Linked DNA regions of Mus musculus: region 1 is linked to region 2. The links are chromatin contacts, called in public promoter capture Hi-C maps. All regions are on one chromosome and are shown on one strand. Each heading gives the region's core, a stretch centred on a gene start, on an enhancer-like site or on the middle of the called end of the contact. The rest is flanking DNA. Distances are from core to core; before and after follow the strand shown. Region 1 holds the start of Syt16 (synaptotagmin XVI). Region 2 overlaps Prkch (protein kinase C, eta).

Region 1 (4,324 bases), core at 630-3,129, 260 kb after region 2:
GGTACACCTCCATGTTACCCAGTGCTTACCCCCAAACTTGCTTGTAACCTCTCAAGTGGGAGAAGGGATTACCACAGACAAACCTGGATTCATAGAATTGACTCCCTGAAATCAAACTTCCTAACAATGGCCACTTGGGTCAGAGGCTAAATTTGATTATACAGAAGAAAAGAATATATTTTTTTTCTTGAACACATTTGGATGTGTGGATTATCTATCTTATAGAACAATCATTTATCTCATGACAATAAACCTCATATCAAGTCCGCCCTCCTGAATCTCCCTTCATTTAGTGCCAAGCCTTCTGAGACTGTTGTCACACGTAGGACCTCCAATCTTTAAGTCCACTAGTTTCTTAGCCCTTTCTAGGTGTCGTCTGGTTCTACTGCCCACATGTCACTCATGAAACCCAGGCTTTGGGTCATCATTATCCCTCTTATAATTTAGAAAAACACTTTAATGACTAAAGAGCTTCACCAATGTTCTGCCCCTTGGAGCCAAACCCACCTCTCTACCTTGATGATCAAAATAGCTTAAGATGAAGATTTTCGAGCTTCAGACAGGTTCACAGTTCTTGAGGCGTTTTTAATGCTCTTCTTGTGTCTCTTTGTTTGGGGACCTACCATCACCACCGAGGGTTGTTAGAACTAAAACATGAACCTGGTGTCTATGCTTGAGAATCACATGTGCCGTAAACAGATTAAAATGAAAGCCGCAGCCAGCAGAATGTGGATGCGGTTCACCCTCATCGTGCTGACTCCCTCACCTACATCCTGTGGACTGATCAGAGAGGACCCTTTTGTTGTTTTCCGGTATTTTCCTTTGCCCACCTGGTCAGACGGCAACTGTTTCTGATTCTGCTTTGCACCTGAATTCTGTTGGTGCCCAGCGATGCCTGAGATGACGCCCACTGGCATCCTTACTGTTTGGGTTAAATGAGTGGCCTCAAGCCGACCAAAGGCATCGTGCCTGCACAAACAACAACGAAAAACAAAAACCCAATGCCTTCCCGTGCTTAGGCTTTGAGTTTGAGCCACTTGATGCTTCCCCATGTGGTGGTGGTTTCTCATTTGCTACTGGTCCCTAAATATAGCAAGGATCTTTCAGTAATTGGTTTATAGCATTCAACAAGATGTACTGCGAACAAACGCCCACAGGTGGACTCATTTCAAAGTCCTTTTAACCGCGATGGTCCTTGAGGCAATACTGATTGCTTTTCTCGTGGAGCTGGTCCTTTAATACAAGTCATCGGAGCCGCCTGTGGTCTGGCTCGCAATTATCCACTCGTTAGTCACCCATCCTGTTCACATCTAATTAGTTAATTGGCCATTTATTCACTAACTCATTAATTCACGCAGGTTTCCAGTTAGAGTCCTCCATTAAGTCGCTTAATAGAGATCTGATAGCCTACTACACACAAGGCTCTATTTTCACCTTGGAGACAAAACAAGAGGATGAGAGGAGTCTTGGTCCTCACACACAGGAGGCACCTGTGTGATCCTTGCTTCTCTCTCCCCCACCTGCTCCCTGCTTTGCTCCTTTGAGCTAGGGCTCAGGGTCGACATTGCTGGAAAGAAGCACCAGGCCCGGATGAATTGAAAAAAGCAAGGCAGGATACCAAGTGTTTGTTCAGCGGGAGAATAGAGCGGGCAAGAAACCTGGAGAGGAGCGGGCCAGGTTGCTAGCTGCTTTGTCTTAGGGAGGGATGATGCTACGGGCTGGGCAGGGCAGGTTCGGTGGCGGTCGGCTCCGCTAGGGTGTGGGGACGCTGGCGGGGGCGACCCAGCTGGCAGCCACCACGGGGCTCGGGGCGGCGCGACGGGGGCGCGCGGCGGGAGCGTCTGTGCGCGTCGCGGCCCTCGAGCGCGCGGGGCCTGTCGAGAACGCGCGCGGCCGGGCGCGGCGTGGGTACCCCAGCCGCGGGCGGCCGCCCTGCAACCCCCCGACGCGACCATGGCGACTGACAGTAAGTGCGGGGTTCCCCGGGGGCGGGGGCAAGGCATCCGGGGTGGCAAGTTCTCCTCCCGCGCGCGCCTGCCTTTGTGCCCAGCTCGCGGGGGCAGCGACCGGGTACCCCATCTCCGGAGCCCGCCCTTGTTACCGTGCCCATCACCTGCTATGGCTGACAGGACTGGATAGGGTTGGGGATCCGAGGACCTCTCAGGAGGGATGCAGCACCCGACTGGAGGGGACACTTGATGCTTGAAGGCAGCAGGGCTGGGCCTCGCAGCCCTTTGGGGACTGCCTCCAGGCCCACAGCCAGTTTTTAGGGAGCCCAGTATTGGGGCGCTGTGAGTTCAAGGTTTTCCTGGAGTTCTGGGTCAGATTGGCACGCCCTCTTCCTGGTGGGTGGCCCCACTGGGCTCTGTTCTGGGGCTCTGAAGCCACAGACCTTGCCTGGCTGCCATGGAGAGTGAATGAAAGGGGCGTGCAGAGAAGGAAGGTTGACACCGAAGACTGGAAGAGTTGCAAGGCTTCAGGCTGGCCTGCTGTTGGCATCTTGGAGTCTTTGCTGCTGTTTTTGGAAATTAGGGTTACCGCTAAGAAAACTGGTTACATGTAGCTGTAGCTTGACCTGTTAGTGGAACCTCAAAAGGAGTGCAGAGTAAAATAAGTCACAACACTTGTCTTAGACTTAGCATCTAAAGTCCTCAGCAAAAGTCATGGCACACAGTAGGGACTTCATTCACTGAATGTACCATGTGATTACAGACAATAATAAGGCAATTTTGAGAGATGAGAGGGGACAAAATAGGTGTTGAGGGTCAAAATTTCATTATTTTTTCCTTCAAACTTATCATTATTCAGTCAAGAACACAGCTTGCATACAGTACAGAGGATGCACAGTTTCGAGTTAAAAGCTATGATGACATTTTTATATCCCAAGTCCCTCAGTAGTGGGATTGTGGCCCTGTTCCCAACCTTAAAACTGTGGCTGTTGGATTTAAAGGCTCAAGTCAGTAATCCCAGGACTTGAGCGGCTGAGGCAGGAGGATATCAAGTTACAAACCCTGTTTCAAAAAAAGTATATGTATGTGTAGATTATGTGTATACACATGCGTAGTGAGCCTGCCATACCCGGGAAAGTGATGGGTATCTATCTCATAAGTAGTAGGCATGCAAGAGAAATGGACATGTGTGTGGTTGCTCACTCATCTCCCATTCGCCATCATTTCGTTTGTGTGGCGACACCAATGGACCCTCTCTGCTTTCTGTAGATCAGGGGGTGGCACAAAATTAACTACTAGAGACAACCCTTTTTGCTCTCAGCTCTGCTTCTATGGACAAAAGTATACACATTAGGTAGGTCTAGGGGGAAGAAGCTATACATTTAGATTTTTATTAACAAAGAAACAATTGCACTTGCCCTTATTTGTGTAAATGGTAACTAAAGAGTTCCAGCGATACAGAATTTCTATCTTCAGTTCTTCAGGTAAGGGGATGTCAGGTGAGAGGCAGGGGGACGGGGAACACCATCACACAGTGAGGAGATGGCCTCACTAAGATGCATCAAACCTGGGTACAATCTGCCTCGATGTTGCCTGATTGCTTTTGTTTCGGGGTTCTCGCCTCCTTACATTTCTCCTTGAGGGAAAACCCAGCTGTAAAGCCAGGCAGAGGGCAGCCTGTTGTGCTCTGTCGTTCTTGGAAGGGATCCCAAGGAAGCTTCTCTGTGATTATAGCTTGTGAGTATAGGTAGGACACAGAGGTATTTATATATATATTTGTCTGGAAAACAGTCTTTACACACAAAAAGGATGAGAACTCGGAGAGACTGTCCTGTGTCCAGACGCAAAGTCATAGATTGAAGGGCAGTTTCAAGAGAAGTTGGGATACTCAGTTGGTTTCCAGTAAGTTATTATGAAATGGTTACGCGCCTAGGTGTGCGTTGTAAATGGTGCTACTCAGAGGTATTTTGAGCTATGTTTGAGGTAATGGGTAATTTTGTTCCAAGTAGTTTCTATTTGTCTTTCCTGTGTGGCATTTGTTGCATTATCAATACTTTTTATCAAGGATCTTCACTTTTGAATCACTGTTGCCTGGTTGTTTTGAAGGTGCCTTTTTATATGTGCATGCTCATGAGTGCACATGGGGGGTGTGTGTCTATAATCTATCTTTAAGCATGCATTTTCTCAAGGGGCTGGAGAGATTGCACTTCAACTAAGTGTGTATTCTGCTCTTCTCAAGGATCCAAGTTTAACTTCCAGCATACATTTTGGGTGGCTCACAGTCACCTGTAACTCCAACTCCAGGGGTTTCAACACCCTTGTCTGGTCTCTGAGGGTCTCTGAAAATACCCCCTCATAAACACACAGACACATAT
Region 2 (4,699 bases), core at 849-3,348:
CCCAAGATACAAAGCCAAAGGGAAAAGGATTCTTTCAGATGTGGGGTGGGGGATCCCCTGAGTGGGGGAGACTCCCCTCCGTATCTCTCTCTTAGACTGTTCTTCCCCAGTCCATGAGTAGTAGGTTCAGCCCCTTTCTGGGGGATATCGGTATTAAGTCCCATGCATAGAGTATTTGCATGTCACCCATACAAATCCTCCCATTTACTTTAAATCCATCTCTACGTGGTATTTCAAAGCGAAATAGCAGGGGAAAAGTCTATCCATGTTCATTCCAGAGAGAACTCTTGTTCCTGAGTGTTGTGACCCATGGCTACAAATCCACAGGTGCAGAGGCTTGACTTTATTTGCACGAGGTATACATTTATCTGTGCTTGCAACTTTGAATTCATTATTTATCTATTCATCCACCCATTCATTCAACAGTATTCACTGAAACCTACTGTGGACTTGGGAATGCACCTGTGACCAAGATAGGTCATCTCTCCAGGGATCTAGATCCTTGTATAAAACCATAAAGAAGTAAAAGTAATGACTAGAGTAGAAAGAAATGGTTCTTGTTTGCAACTTTGTTTCCTCGAGCTAAAGGAGGAGAAGTGACAGACAAAAAACCCTCCATGCTTTTCATTATTTATCGTCTAAAGTATTTCTTAGCCGGTTCAGACTGCTATAATAAAATACCACGGTCTGATGTATACACAACAGACGCGTCCTTCTCACAAGTCTAAAGTGCGGGAAGTTTAAGATCAAGATGCGGGTCTATTGATGTCTTGTGGGAGTTTTTTTTTTTTTTTTTCTGGTGTATAGGAATGAAGCAGCCAGTGAGCACTCCCTCTGCAGTCCCCTTGATAAGGACACTGTCTCCGAGGGGGCATGCCCAGTGCACATGGGTATATGCATAGGCACACACAATAAATAAATAAATAAATAAATAAATAAATAAATGTAATAATTTTTTAATTTCAGTAGATCTCGGTTGGGGGGGGGGTGTCTCAGAAACTAGGGCAGTGCTAGAATTTTCCAGTGTACTGAGTGTTTTCCACCTGGTTGGAAACATTGAACTCTCTATGTCTGGGCAGAAAGACTGCTCAAGGAGAACCAGTGGGTAATCTAAGCACTTGGGGAAACAGTAGGATCCTGTCTTTCCTCGTGGCATTTCTATGCGTGGGAGTGGCTTCCTATACCCCAGCCTAGGCCAAGGGGAGCACTGTCCCCATTCACTTGGTTTGCTAGCCCGAAGTGCTACCCCTGCTCCAGCTAAGTTTGCAATTCCTAGGTGAGCCTTCTCCAGGAGAGCTCTTCTTCCATGTCTCCCTAGCCAGTCTGTGCCTCCCACCCTCCCAGGAAGCTTATTTTCACTGTCAGCAAACTCAGAGATGTGGAGTCCATCTTCTTCACAGCCCCTACGAAGGAGAGAAGGCTTTGTTAACTGGCTGACATCCCCTATTCCCAGACTAAGAGGAAAGAAGATATAAGGGGAATCCTTCCATCCTTCACACAGTGGCTCTTCCTCAATAGGCATTTGATGAAATAGTAGTAACAGTTCCTACTGGTGGAGGCCTTCGGAGAGGCCTCTTACAAATCACTGGTGTTTAAGTGAAACTACTGCCTCTGTTCTTTTTGGAGATCACACACATCCTCACCCCCTCCTCTCCCCCTCCCCCTCCCCCTCCCCCTCTCCCTCTCCCTCTCCCTCCCTTCCCCCTCCCCCTCTCCCTCTCCCTCTTCCTCTCCTGTGCACTGCCTACATTTCCCTGCTAAGGTCTTCTTTCCTGTTACACCAGAAACAAACAAACAAATAGAGAAAAGACTACAACCGACTAGTGGGCTCTGCACAGCATAGGAAACAGTCACCCTCCTGCTATGTGGATGTAATTTGTCCCCTCCAAAACCTGTCTTGGAGTTCAGCGTCTGATGTAACAGTGTTGAAAGACTCTAAGAAATGATTAGGCTGGTGCGGCGCACACACCTTGAATGCTGGCACTCAGGAGACAGAGGTGAATGACTTCTAAGGTGGCTGATCTACACAGTGAGCGCTGGTCTGGCCAGGGTTGCACAGTAAGACCTTGTCTCAAAGACACAGGGGAGGCCCTTAGGACATAAAGAGAGGTTGATAGAGTTCTTAACAGACTGAATTTGTTGTTGCAGGGACACACAGTGGCCCCTTGTTCTCTGTGTCTTCTGCACCTGGCATCTGCCTTGGCCTTTCTGCTGTGCCCTGGTAGCACAGGGACCTTGCCACATGTGTCTGTCCAGTCTTAGACTTTCAGCTTCATAATCACAAGCTGAATAAACGCTTTTCTTTTATACATTGTCCTAGCCTCGGGTGTTCTGTTATAACAGCAAAGGACAGACTAAAACATCTGGACCCTTATGTGTATCATAGCAGTATTCATGTCAACCAAAATATTGAAATAACCTAAATGTCCATCAACCAATGGATGAAGGGAATTTGCCTTGGAACACGACTTAGCTTTTTAAGAGGAGGAGGGAAACGCTGTCCTTTATAGCGGTGAAGATGGTCCTAAGGGATATGGCACTAATTCAGGCAAGCCGGACAAAGGAGGACAAACAGCATGATTTCATTTAACTGTGTGATCCCAAAGAGTCAGGCCCATAGAAGCAGAGTAGCCTTGTGGGTGCCAGCATCTAGAGGGAGGTGCTGAACAAAGTGTTCAGAGTTTCGGTAATGAGAGAGAAATAAATTCCAGAAGTCCGTCCTACAGCACGGGGATTGATAACAAACAACGTGTGATGGTTTCTCAGTTTGCTTACGAGGGCTCATCTTGTGTTGTGTTGAGTACTCTGAGCACAGAAGGAGGGGAAGTGCAGCAATTTTGGAGATAATGGGTGTTTAATGCATCAGTTGTAGTGATGACTACATGGATGGGTACTTAACCAAACATACCAAATTGTATGTGCTAAGTATTTGCATCTTTTGGGGTCAATCATACCTCAATAACTTAAAAAAAAAAGAAGTCTCCTCTTTGGTCCTTCATCTTTTAACACAGTTATTGAAAAGAGGAATGTGTTGAAAGACCAGTGTCTCTGGTTCCAAGAATCGCCAGTGCTGATGGTTTTTAACTTATTCCGTATAACAGCACTGGCAGCTGACACAACCTTTTGAACTTCCCTATTTCTGAGGCACTAAAAGAGAGGGATGAAGCAGAAGGGCGAGAGCAGCTCAGGTTGGAGTCATGTTTCCTAGGTAGCAATACAAGTCTACCTAGGTAGCAATGTCTCCTCTTGGGATACAGTGATGGAGGGTAGACTGGCCACTGATATCATCAAGACCCAAGCAACAGTGGAAGAGAAAGAGAAGGTAGACTCTAGTCAGTAACATGTCTGACTGGTGGAGGTGCACACTTTTCCTTTCTGTGAGACATCAGTCTTGTGTGTGCAGGAGGAAGCTGGAAGCTGCTAGCTGTGTCTAGCAGCCTCTGTTGCTGCCTCTGGGAAGCCACTCTGCCTGAGTCCCCTACCCCGCTCCTTCTGCTTGGTGGGCTTGTTTTGTATTCAGGGTCATTTCCTTCCCAGGAACTGGGGAATCTGATCTAAGATTAAAGCAGGCTTAGTTTTTCCCATGTTACAGAGGTAAAGATGAAAATACTGGTAGCAGTTAACTTGTCTTGCTTAAGGGTTACCATATGGATATATTATTACAAATGAGGACCTTCTTAGCATGGGAGGTAGACTGTGCCAATGCACGGTTTGCAGAGCCATGTAGAGACAGAAGAGACTCCGGAAAGATGCCCCCTGACTGGTCCTCTTCCGAGGGACCAGGACATAGAGTTTCCACTTACTGTATTTGGGGTGGGCTGTGAGTTATGGAATAAATACACTGTTTGTGGTTTAAGTGTACGCTTGGTTTGGACCCGTCACCCCAGGCTGTGCACACGACACTGTACTCATTTGCCCCTGCTTGGCTGATGCCTCACACAGATGCAGACTAGGCTATGGTCTAGTCAGTCATGGTCTAGTTTAACCATGAAGGAAATTTCTCCACCATTCCATTATGAGGATGAATAAGCCCTGAGCACCTGCTGTCTACTGTGTTTGCTTTTGAAACTCAAGACAAATGAGATAAGAGACACTTTCACAAGAATTTGTCTGTTGGGGCTTTGAACCATGTGTGTATGTGTGTGTGTGTGTGAGTGCACACACATGTGCACACATACACGATGTCTTAAAGGCTTAATGTAGGCAATACAACAAGAGCACAGAAAAGGCAGTCATTTTGATGGGAAGGCCTTGAGGAAGGAACACCTCTTGAACCTGTGTCAATGTAGGGCGCACCTGCCAGATAGGTTAGAGCAGGAAGGATAGAGGCATGGAAACTAAGAAATTGTGAAGATTCCATGTGATCAGGATGGGAGCCCGGGAAATGGCTGGGATGAAGTCACATCTGAGGAAAGCTGAGGTCGGGGCAAGGGCAGTTTTGAGATGAAGCTACAAGGTTTCAGTTTTCCTTGTCTGTCAGTGGCAGCCATCAGATGTTTGGGGAACAGACCAACAGTGGCCAGCCCAGAAACCAAGATTTCAGAATTTTTGGTCATAGGCCAGGCAGGAAACAATTCTCCAAGCAAGCCAGTGGGGAGAGAAGAGGGATGGAATTGGTAGCGCAGTAAAGCGAAAGTGGACAGAACGAACATGGATGGTAGAGCCCGTAGACATGAAAGATGGCCCAAGATTTCCAGTG

Evidence for each region. Promoter capture Hi-C pulls out the DNA fragments that hold promoters and counts their contacts.
Region 1: a promoter capture Hi-C map of neural stem cells shows a contact between it and region 2. The contact joins the promoter of Syt16 here to the enhancer-like site in region 2. A contact is called at or near these places in 14 of 39 promoter capture datasets (the 3T3-L1 cell line, the C10 cell line, HPC-7-derived erythroid cells and 10 more), 1 of 484 Hi-C or Micro-C datasets (bone marrow-derived macrophages), 8 of 115 datasets of contacts at active chromatin or transcription factors (cardiomyocytes, craniofacial prominence, embryonic basal ganglia and 5 more) and 1 of 9 other capture datasets (embryonic stem cells).

The regions. Positions count from the first base shown.
Region 1 is chr12:73,995,898-74,000,221 of GRCm38.p6, forward strand. It overlaps Syt16 (synaptotagmin XVI), which reads left to right and starts at 1,880. Exons shown (of 8, transcript NM_001364282.1): 1 at 1,880-1,966.
Region 2 is chr12:73,734,008-73,738,706 of GRCm38.p6, forward strand. The region is part of intron 10 of Prkch (protein kinase C, eta); the gene reads left to right. Among named protein-coding and RNA genes, the nearest start is that of Gm34189, 46 kb to the right of the region's middle. Within about 2 kb of position 2,099, at least 18 of the 459 cell types and tissues checked have an H3K27ac peak or open chromatin away from gene starts, as enhancers often do. A contact at or near this core is called in bone marrow-derived macrophages and neural stem cells, where this site is marked.